Regions from separate parts of the Sus scrofa genome. Here region 2 is linked to region 1. Evidence: chromatin contacts called from public Hi-C data. All regions are on one chromosome and are shown on one strand. The core of a region is the stretch at or near the end of the contact, and the rest is flanking DNA. Distances in the headings are between cores, read along the strand shown. Region 1 overlaps CELF2 (CUGBP Elav-like family member 2). Region 2 has its middle 190 kb from the start of CELF2.

Region 1 (5,466 bases), core at 310-2,809:
GGAGTTTCCGCCAGTGGTCACTGCCGGAGCACTGAATTATCCCTGGCAGTTTTAAAAAAAGCAAAACAAAACAGAACAAACCTCTCGAGAGAAGCAGAGCGCTCAGAAATGCACTGATACAGGGAGTGCACACACTGCTCCAACGGGAGAAATCCTATTCCCATCTCCCTCCTCATCAGTGAACCAGCACACAGGACCCTGACTGCAGATCTTTCAACATTTTTGCACAAGTTTAGACCAGAACTTAGAGACAGGGGCCTGCTCTGTTCCGGCAGATGTTTATATGCAAACAGTTCGTCTTCTTCTCCTGCAGACAACTCTGTGTGTTTGAGGACACATTTCCATTTTCTAAATCATTCCTAGGCATCATGTCACGGGGCACAATCTCTAGAAGCAGCAGGCTGGGGCCAGGCGACTACAGGTGTGCCAGGGACACTTCCACCCTCCACGGCCACCTTCACAAAAGCGCTTTTCCCCCCATCTCTCCCCATCACATTTTCAAATTCAAATTTTATCAATATAGCTGTCACGGTGAAAACAAAACAAAACAAAAACAATGCGCGGAGGGCCATGTGGAGCAAGACAGGCCCTGGAGGGGAGTTTCGCATCACTTCCAGCCAATAAATTTGAAATCCACGGGAACTGAAAATCCACATGAATTTTAAGTACCTGGGTGAGCATCTGACTTTGTGGCCATGTGTTTGTTCTTGGCTTACCCCAGTTTCATTAGCAACTTGCAAAAATAAACAACAGTGCCTTTTTCTGTGCTTAAAAAAAAAAAAAACAAACCCTTAAGTGATACATGATAAAGATACATTTTCTCATCTCTGCAAAGAGATCCCTGAGAAAATGCTTCCATCACCAATCCTAAATTTAAAATGATTGTATTCTGCTCCCCGTCCTCCCACTTTTTGGAAAGCTTCTGGAATGGTGACGTCATCACATTCCTAAAGCGACTTGAGTAAAATCACACGCCCATCAAAATGAAATCGCCATTATTAAACTCCTATTTCCCATTTTTACAGGCATTTTCAGCCATCGCTCTCTCCACCCCAACCCCAGAACAGCTGCTAACTGGCTTTTTTTTTTTTTTTCAATCTTGGGTTTTTCTGAATTTATTTTCAATAGCGCAAAAAGGCAAAGATGGTGAATTTCTCTTCCTTCTGAAGAGACCCTCTAAGGGAAGATGGGTTCTTTGCATACATACCTTCGAGCTCGGAAAGGAGGCGCCCCTCTAGAGTTTCCAGAAGCTTCCATCCCAAGGGGATGAAATGTTAAAAGTGTGGGCCTGTCGGACCCAGAGCCCAACCAGCTCATGGCTTCCCTCTCGGACTTGGCTTTGCCTTTGCTTCCTTTCTCCATGACACCGCTGCCACCTTCCTGACTGTCCCTCACTCGGCCTTCTCTCTCTCGCTCCCTCTTTCTCTCTCAAACGGAAGCCAGACAATGCCAGAAGCTTTCCTCCACAGCTGCGTGTCTGCGGAGGCAGGTGCCCACATGAGTGGAGAGGTAGCTGGTGGCTCATCTGTCAGGGAACTCAAGTTTGCCTTGACCAAGGGCTGGTGTCCCCACTGGGAACAGCTGCCTCTGGGCGAGTCCTTCCGGGGGTGGGAGAGGGGGAGGGAAGACTCTGTCCCATGAAATGAATCAATAAGGTATGAAAATTGGGAAGGAGAAGACTAAAGAAAGGGTGGAAGGAGGAAAAAAAAAAAAAAAAAGCTGGCCTGGTGATGTGTACACGAAGGCACTCAGAAAAAAAACAAACCAAAAAACACCTCTCAGGGAAGGTCCCCGTGGCCCCTTGAAGATGCCGAGATTTGTCCAGCTGTATCAGGTCCCCTTGTCTGGTGCCAGCCTGGCGGCGGGAACAAAATGCATACCTATCCGAATGGGGTTTTCAGTTCCCTGGGAATGTGCCCTAAGACACCCCCACCCCCTATCCTGTTGTCCCCAACTGGCCAGAGGGTCTCATCTTACTGCCACGTGCTGTAAATTTGAAAAGGAGAAACTACTGCCTGACAAACCCCAACAGCTGAGTGGTAACAGCTGGGTGGCCACAGCCGTTGGCATAACATTAGGTCCAGACAGAAAGCAGCAACAGGTGGGGGTGGAAGAGAAAGGGAGTTTTAAGCCTTGCGGGGGGAGGTGGTGCCTGAGACCCCTCTTGGTGAGAATCAAAATCTGGACTTGAGAACCCCACTGGCTTGAATGTTCCTCCTTTTTCTGAACAAATACATCTTGTAGAAGAGGAACCCTTAATGAGAGCAAACGCTCGGATGCCTGTAAAACAAAACACGTGAATCTGCTTTACCCACAATGATCTCAGGACACCCCCCCCCCCAACAAAGAGCTTTCCCTTCCAAGGATCAGAAGTCATCTGATAATGGTACCTGCAGATGATCAGACTCTTTAAGGCAAATGCTGCTTTTGCCAGAGGAGTGAAAAGGATGATGAAGATTTAAGAACCAGACGTGCTGGATTCTGCCTGTGATTCCATCAGAACAGCCTGACACTGGGACCATGTCATTTAATTTTCGGATTCGTCAGCTAGACCTTTGTCATGTGCCAGGCCATCATTTCCTGGTAGATGGCTACAAAATCAAAATCTACCGTGATCCCACAGATAAGAGGTGCCCTGTGTTAGTTAACCTAATTATTACTACAGCAATTACATAACCAAGCTATTAAGTGACACGTAGGTTGAAAATACATTAAGGTTTTGAGCACAGGAAATTTTTTTTCCCCTATAATATGGTTCAAATCTCTTAACTATTTTTAGCCCATGATAGAGGTTTTTGAAAATCCCAGCTGATTTTTCTTTAACTTGGCTTTTGATGCTAATTCCCATGAAATCCCTTAGGGGGGAAAAATTCTTCCTGAACACTGGTGTAGCTATCTACACAAGCTAAGTGGAAATGCATTATCTTGTCTCATCTCTGCAGCTGAGGGTAAACCTTTGTTACCAATCGCTTAGCCTCTCAATACTCTCTGGTACAGGCTACTGGCTACACTTGCACTCGTTCACAGGAATACCGCCAAGTGAGGGAGAAGCAGCGATGTGAGCGACCTGATAGTCCGAGGAAGAAAGGGAACCACTTAAGGATGTTGTGCAAATTTGCTTTAATAGCAAAGACAAAACCAGGCTGTTCTAACGACCACGTTCCTCTCCCGCTCCCTCACCCATCCTTCAAGCCCCGCCCCTGTATTATACACCACTTGATACTGTCTTAGCCATTCTGTTCCCTCTCTGTTTCATGCAGCTTCTTAACAACTGAGACTATGTCCTGTATAGTGTATGTGTTGCTTGGTTGGTTCTGATTACAGTATGACAAACCTTGACCCCTTATGCAGATAAAAACTCACATTTCGGTTTCATCATGCTTCAAATTTGTCTATTCTCCCTTCCAAATCTGTTCCCATTATACAGATAGAAGCTGAGAAAAGTGAAGCACAGGTGCTTTGATTCAAAGACCTCATGGACTATAAAGGAAACCAAGATGGATCCAAGTGGGAGTTGTTAGAAGCAAAAAGAAGTGTGGTTTTTTCCCTTTTTCACTGCACCACCTACTCAGTACAAAACCAGACGACACATACAAATCAAAGTGCACCGCGGAAATTCAGCACCGGGGGAAATACAACGCGTTCAAGCATCAAATCTCCAATATTTATCCTTTCACGGTGGCCAAGGAAGGAGCTTGCTTGAGTCCTGACTAAGGATCTCATCTACCCTGAGCTGTGGGTCTGGGGGCCCATTATTTTCCCTCTGTCAGACTCAGTTTTTTCATCTTTGAAATGGGAATAATATAACTGCCACGAACTCTTGGATATCTGTGAGGATTCAGTTCCATAAAAGAGATCACCGAGTGTAGTGCCAGGTACAGAGCTGATTATCAGTAAACCTTTGATTTATTCCTTGCTGCCAATCATGACACTTGCACCCCATGATCTCTGTTTAAATCTGGAACGGGCATATGGGAAGGAAAAGAGAAAGCCGGTCCTGATCCTATTGTTCACGCAGCAGTAAAGTTTTCACTGATATTTCTAAGTCCAGCAGCTCAGCCCAGAGGGGGGACGAAGGGTAGGAGGGCAGGCACCAAGCATCCCAGGGCTGGGGATGCGGGCTCCGCCCCTTTTTCATCAAGTCAGTTTCTGAAGAGAAAGTCAAAATGCATCCTAACTGCCGCCACCGGGAATTCGTGCCACCCATCACCAACTCAGTGCGTTTTCACTTACAGAGATGCTTTCTAAATCATCTCTGAACAAAGGGGGAAGCTATCTCACAGAACCCGAAAGAGAACTGGGGTCCCAGATCAAGATGGTCAAAAAGAAAGGCATGACAACGACCACCGTGTGGCAGGGGCCCCTGCAGCCCTGGATCACTGAGATGGGCAGCTTTTCAGGAGGGCGGCACCAGGTTCTCGGCACCCCTGCAAGTCACTTCACACACAAGCCGGAAGCTGGCAATGCCGCCCACAAGTTTCCACCCAGCTTTTTTTTTACCAATCGCAGCTGCAACCTTTCTCCAGATGGGGATTCAAAAAGCCACTGATACTAGAGGTGGATCAGCCTTATAACTTCCAACCTGACGCTCTTCTTGTCCATGACAAAGTTGGCTGAACCGAATGGTCATGCAGGAAAATTCTGGTTTTTGTTTTTCTCCAAGGGCACGCTGGCAAGCCCTGCTTCATAAACGGCAGTGACGTATCTCCACCGCAGGCAGCCAATCACAGGAGGGTCGGCACGGATGGGGAGGAGGTGGCAGCTGAGCTGCCCTGGTAAGACATGGCACTCTGGGCTGCTGTCACCCTCTCCCCACAGATGCCATTCCCTGCGAGCCATGTGGTCTTGACATACAAGAAAATGCCCTGGGATCTGTCCTCAGCAGAAGAAAGCTGGGAGTCAGATCAACATATCTGCACATAACAATCCCTAATGACATCGCATGACGCAGAAGGCTGCATGTGGGAACAAAGGGTGCCTCATCCCAAATCAGGGTGAACCAGCACATCTCTGAGTTGAGTAGAGGTTCAAACACACACACACACACACACACACACACACACACACGCTCTGCTGTCCCAGCCTGACCTCTGTAGATGGGTACCATGTGATCAGAAAGGTGTTTCGGCTCTAGGACACTTCGTTTTCGGGGCTTAATGGGCAACAACATTAAAACCTCACATATGCGTTCCTTCCTCCGACACTCTCTTCCCCATGTCAGTTCAGGGAAATGCCACAGATTTTAATCCTCTCCCCAAACCACTGCCTCATCTTCCCTACAGAATAAAAGTCACTGCGAAGTTAGAAAAATTCCCAAAGCCAGTAATCACCAAGAGAGAAGCAATCAATAGTTTGATGAAAGGAGAACTTCCCTGCCCCCACAAATCCCCCAGGAATTACCAAAAGGTAGAAAGAAATGCAATGAAGGCTCGTCCAGATGATCTAAGATGTCATCGCAACTGAGTG
Region 2 (5,391 bases), core at 1,078-3,577, 200 kb after region 1:
TCACCTGTTGTTGCCTTTCTTGGCAATCTCACTCGTGACCTTTGCAAGACCAGCTCCATCTCAGCTTAAATATCACCTCTTAGGAGAGGTCTTCCCAGGCCACCTTATTTAAGTAGGTTCCTCCCTGTTCTCTATCCCAGCACCCTATTTACGTCCTTTAAAGCTCTAGGGTCTTATAATTATGAACTTGTTTGCATGCCTTTGTCTATTTCCCACCCCACCACTAGATCATAAGCTCCAAAAGGATCGAGCTATAACTGGTTTTCCTACAAGTTCAAGGCCTGAGGCATGGTAAGGACTCAAAAATGAACCTTGTCACAAGGTATAGGTGGTTTCAAGATGCAAATCAAAGAGAGGAGCAGAGTGCAATAGTCTGGGCATCACGCCCCTGACTTATACTCCAGCCTCCTATAAAAGTGGGGAAAAAAGGAAAGAAGGGAAGCAAAAAATGGAAAAAGAAGATAACAGACAGAATGTTGTTATTGATTTGATACAGTGGAGATGAGAGAGGATTCTAAGTTGTCAAGTCTGGGCAGACATATTGGCTAATCAGTGAGACAAGGCTTCTAGAAAGGCAGCAGGATAAAAGCATCCTGAACAGTCTGCCTATATTAGGAATCTGTACCATAAATATATCTGGTTTCCTCTTGTGCTGCTAGTGAATTCTATAATTTTATTATATTCCACATAAAACTAAATTTTTATCTTACATGTGACATCTGAGATGTCTAGTGAGCTTCCTGGTTCTTCTGGAAAGAGGAAGAAAGGCTTTAAGGTTGAATAAAAAATTGGGTATAACTCCCAGCCCTGCCACTCCCTAGCTGTATGTGCTTGGCACATTAACCTCTTGGATTCTTGGAATCCTCTGTAAAAGGAGGATAATAACTTCGTGTTGTTGTAAGAATTATAATCAGGTAATATACTTGGCCTGGTATGGGCACGGCATTTGCCAGGAGATCTTGTACAACCCAACCCACCTCTCACTCTTTCTAATACAGCTTTGTTCCCGTATTTCTCTGGATTTTCTTGATTCAAAATCCTTGATTACATCCCTATCTAGTTTCTAGGGACAGCATGAAAATAAATGAGCTAATGCTGCCTGCTTCTAATTGCCCACTTTGTAGCTTATTTACAGCAAGTTCTTCCTTTTGGTTTGGCCTCATCCTGGCCCTAGGAGATATCTTGGCAGCTTCTTTATACTGTCAGTTGCTGTGTGCTAGGGGAAAGGAGTTCAAATTGAACATCAGTCTAATGAACACAATCAGTAAGGAAAAATACCATGTACATTCCAAAACCAAGCACGAATGCCCTTTGAAATTATTTGTGGTTTTGAGTTGTGTCTGCTATTGCTTCATTTACATTAACCAGGTTGATTAGAATGGGTCACGTGCCATAATTCTGAAAAGACATGATGCTCTTTGGAGAGAAGACAAACCCTTCTCTAAACAAACAAAAGTTTTATGCATGGAACAGACCCTCAAAAGCAGGAAGGGTAAGAGGTGCTTTCATTTTTTTTCTCTTCGCTGAAATGTTTGCCTCCCAGAACTCACATTAAAAAATATCTACGGATGCCCTTCTGTGAGTGTATCAGCCTCAAAGCCCTCAAAAACTGCCAGGTGAATCACTTGGCAGGGAAAACTCCAAAACGGTGTCCTGGGGTGATTCCTAGATAGTTGAAAAAGCAAGTTTTTATAACGGGGGCATCTCATTCTTTACTGATTTAGTGACAGGCTAGATTTCAATTTCACCTTCTCTTCCCTATGTGCTATGAATGCATGTTTTCAGAGGCGATTTATTTATGGGTATTTCCACTTTAAAACCAAGCCGTAAGGGAAGAGAGAAATAACTTTGAGAGGATAATGAAGGAAACTAGGGAGATCATCTGAAATTGGCTTTGGTCCTTGACCCTGAATCACGAGCTGTTTAGTCAACTCATTGGTCATGAATGTTTTGTTGAACTGATTCATCGGCCTGCCTATCACCAAGCTACAATCACTCCTAGAAAGGGTGACTCCTTTGTTCTACTGATAGAATGGAGTGTGCAAGAAGTTGAGGCCCAAGGTAAAACTGCAGAAGAAGAACACTGACTACTTTCTTATTTCTAAAGTGATTCTTGTGCTATGGGTGATCCCACTCGTCTTCATGACTGGGTCTTACAAGAAAGAGGCGCCAAGGACATTCAAATCCTTAGCACCCATTCGTAAAAGTTTCCCCAAGTGTAGTTTGCTCAGCAAATACTCATTAAATACCCACCAGGTGCCAGGCGCCATGCTAGTTTTTCTCGGGGTGACTGATACAGGACAGGTTGCCCAGGTGGATGTCAGGCTTCAAGTGTAACAGGGAGTCACCTTGTACATGGTGGAATCAACAGTTGTCCAATATCCCTACCCAGGGGACAGGAAACATCCAAGAAAGCTGAGCTTATTGCATCCTTATTCTCTTTCAACACTTCCCTTAAGGATTGATTGCATCCCTTCTTTGGGCAGAGGGTCTTTGTAAGAGAGCTGGTGCACATCAGTCACATGGCACAGAGAAGACAGAAGTGGCTCTGTGAACTCTGTTCCAGAAGCACCTTTGCTCCCCTTTGTGTTAGCCATGACCCTTAACCAACCCTGAGGAGGTAAACACCAGGGAATCTGGGATCCTATTCAAGTATCTCCAAATACTTATTACAGCATCAGAAGTCAACACTGGAGCAATGTGTTCTAGAATAATGCTAACATACTTGAAATTTGCAATTGGGAATTTAATTCATCTCAGCATAGAGTGACATTTCTTTCTTTGTTCTGTTGGCTTCAGGGGAAAAAAAAAAAAGTTCTCCTAGGACATCACTGCCCATTTCCAGCACTTTTACTTTGGGCCATTCTTTCTCATGTGACCTCGACAAGCCCATCATTTACGCGAGACTGGGGATCAAACATTGAGTTGAACAAGACTGGAGTAATCAGAAATTTGGAATGTGATATGGTGACGTCTATTGTTTTTAACACACTGAAAAACAAATTAAGGGAGTAGATTCGTTGACAGATGTGGACGATTGCAATGAAAAAAATAGTTTTGCAATATATTTGTGTTTTGCAGCTAGGCAACTCCAAATGACTAACACACAGGAAGTATGTACTTGTGTGCTCTTTCTAGTCAAATTATGGGAATTATAAATCTCTTACTTTCTTTACTTGAATATTCTCTATGTAAAAGAAAAAAAAATGAAAAGAAAAAAAGCCTCTTGAGTTTAGAGGGCTTGTTTTCCACTGACTTCTCTCCCACAGTCCTTTTATTTTCTTCCCTTAGTTCTTCCCACAGGGCATCGGGAGTGGGAAGTTCTGTAAAAAGAAGGGAGTGGATTGTAACCTATTAAATTAAAAAAACAAATCCTTCAAGGACCCAAGGAAGAATAGCATAAAATGAGGAGTCAATCTTGGCCTCACTGTGGAGTGACATATTATATGAACTATGTCATGTACATATTTTAAGCTTTCAGGAAACAGACTGACATTGAAGTAAAGACTATTGGTATAAAATAGCTATGATTACATTGTAACTCAGATCCCAACAATCTGCTATAAATACTGTTTGTATTATTACTGTAATTCTACAATATCTTCCTGTTGAACCTGCATTTTTTTTTTTTTTTAAATCCATGGCATTTAACAGCCCACAATTTGTACTGCCTTTGGAAATCTTTTCACAAGCCTAGGCTAAACAATTGCTTCCATGGATCCGAGTGGAGAGACTTTTATTACTGTATACCACCCATGCATGGTTAAGAAAGGGGTCTTAAAAAACTTTTCAACAGAAATTTCTGTATCTTGACCCTCGACTGGCTTTAGTTCAATCATCTTTCTATATTGATGCTATGCAGACAAAGAAGTAAATAAGATGGAATACCAAATAAATGACAGTGGGGAGAAACAGAACTTGGCCAACAGATCATAGGCTGTTCCTGCTGGATTTTAGACAATGCATTTGTATGTTAAAAACGATGTTACATCCATTCCAAAGATTAACCAACTGTTGAAAATGCTGGGGAACTCCCTTAGAACACACGCCTCACACCCACAGACATCAACCACTGCAGGATCAACAGTCAACCATTTCAGCTCTGCCAGGGTCCCTGTGTGCCCTTTACCTGGGTGCCAATCCCCTGCTCCTTATCTTTGGGGATGTTGGCTGCCTGAAGGCCTAGATGCAGAGGTACATTTAAAAAGCTTTCCTGGGAGTTCCTTTCGTGGCGCAGTGGTTAGCGAATCCGACTAGGAACCATGAGGTCGAGGGTTCGATCCCTGCCCTTGCTCAGTGGGTTAACGATCCGGCGTTGCTGTGAGCTGTGGTGTAGGTTGCAGATGCGGCTCGGATCCCGCGTTGCTGTGGCTCTGGCATAGGCCGGTGGCTACAGCTCCTCCGATTCGACCCCTAGCCTGGGAACCTCCATATGCCGTGGGAGCGGCCCAAAGAAATAGCAAAAAGACAAAAAATAAAAATAAAAATAATAAAAAATAATAAAAAATAAAAAAATTAAAAGCTTTCCTTAGGAGAGTTTCCTGGGAGTCTAGCAGGTTAAGGATTTGGCATTGTCACTGCTGTGGCTTGGGTCACTGCTATGGCAAGGGTTGATCCCTGGCCTGGGAAGTTCTGCATGCTGTGGACATGGCTGAAAATAGACTAATTTTTTAAAATAAAAAATGTTTAAAAACAAAACAAAAGCTTTCCTTAGAAAGATACCCAGAAGAAATCCTCATACTTTACATTCCAAAGCTTGTTGGCAGAGCAATTCTCTTGGATTAACTTCTGGCAAGGAATCCAGATTCCGTAAAATGATTAAGGACTTAAAAAGTATATATTTATCTATCTTTGTAGCTATGTACTTACCTACCTATCTACCCATCTATCTATTTAGTAATAATCAATCAAAATTTCAAAACCATTAACTCATAGAAAGTCATCTCGGGAAAGAACCTTCCCCAGTTGTCTAAGGATGTTGCAGATCTTAACATATCAGAGGAAATGTGATACAATCCAATCAACATCTCCAGCTTGTTAACCATTAGGTGGGAACAAAGATGCAGCAGGTTTCCTGACTTCTGGAATAGGGACTGACTTCCAACTAAAAGAATTTTTAAATAATTCTGTTTTAATAAGTAAATAGTTACTTTCCTGTAATTACATGACGAACTTCCATGGCTAAAGGAAGGCCTAACATACGCACAGGCTATTCTAGATCATCCTTGGCACTGGAGTTAAGGACATGAGAAATTAGAAAAATCATGCATAAACCCTGCCTAGGTATTTCTTCACACATTGTTTCCTCCCTAATGACTTTCCAGAATGGTCTGTTCTCAGATGGTCAAGAGAAATGATTTACATTCTATTTCTTTTTTCTTTTTTTTCCTT

Evidence for each region. A called contact is a pair of places that touch in the nucleus more often than the background predicts.
Region 2: a contact with region 1 is called in a Hi-C map of retroperitoneal adipose tissue, with 2.4 times the contacts expected there. The contact joins two enhancer-like sites. A contact is called at or near these places in 6 of 47 Hi-C or Micro-C datasets (alveolar macrophages, mesenteric adipose tissue, omental adipose tissue and 3 more) and 1 of 2 datasets of contacts at active chromatin or transcription factors (skeletal muscle).

Annotation. Positions count from the first base shown.
Region 1 is chr10:60,858,117-60,863,582 of Sscrofa11.1, forward strand. The region is part of intron 1 of CELF2 (CUGBP Elav-like family member 2); the gene reads right to left. Among named protein-coding and RNA genes, the nearest start is that of CELF2, 6.8 kb to the right of the region's middle. Within about 2 kb of position 1,560, at least 13 of the 83 cell types and tissues checked have an H3K27ac peak or open chromatin away from gene starts, as enhancers often do. A contact at or near this core is called in retroperitoneal adipose tissue and skeletal muscle, where this site is marked.
Region 2 is chr10:61,053,679-61,059,069 of Sscrofa11.1, forward strand. It overlaps the pseudogene LOC100514677. Among named protein-coding and RNA genes, the nearest start is that of CELF2, 190 kb to the left of the region's middle. Within about 2 kb of position 2,328, at least 18 of the 83 cell types and tissues checked have an H3K27ac peak or open chromatin away from gene starts, as enhancers often do. A contact at or near this core is called in retroperitoneal adipose tissue and skeletal muscle, where this site is marked.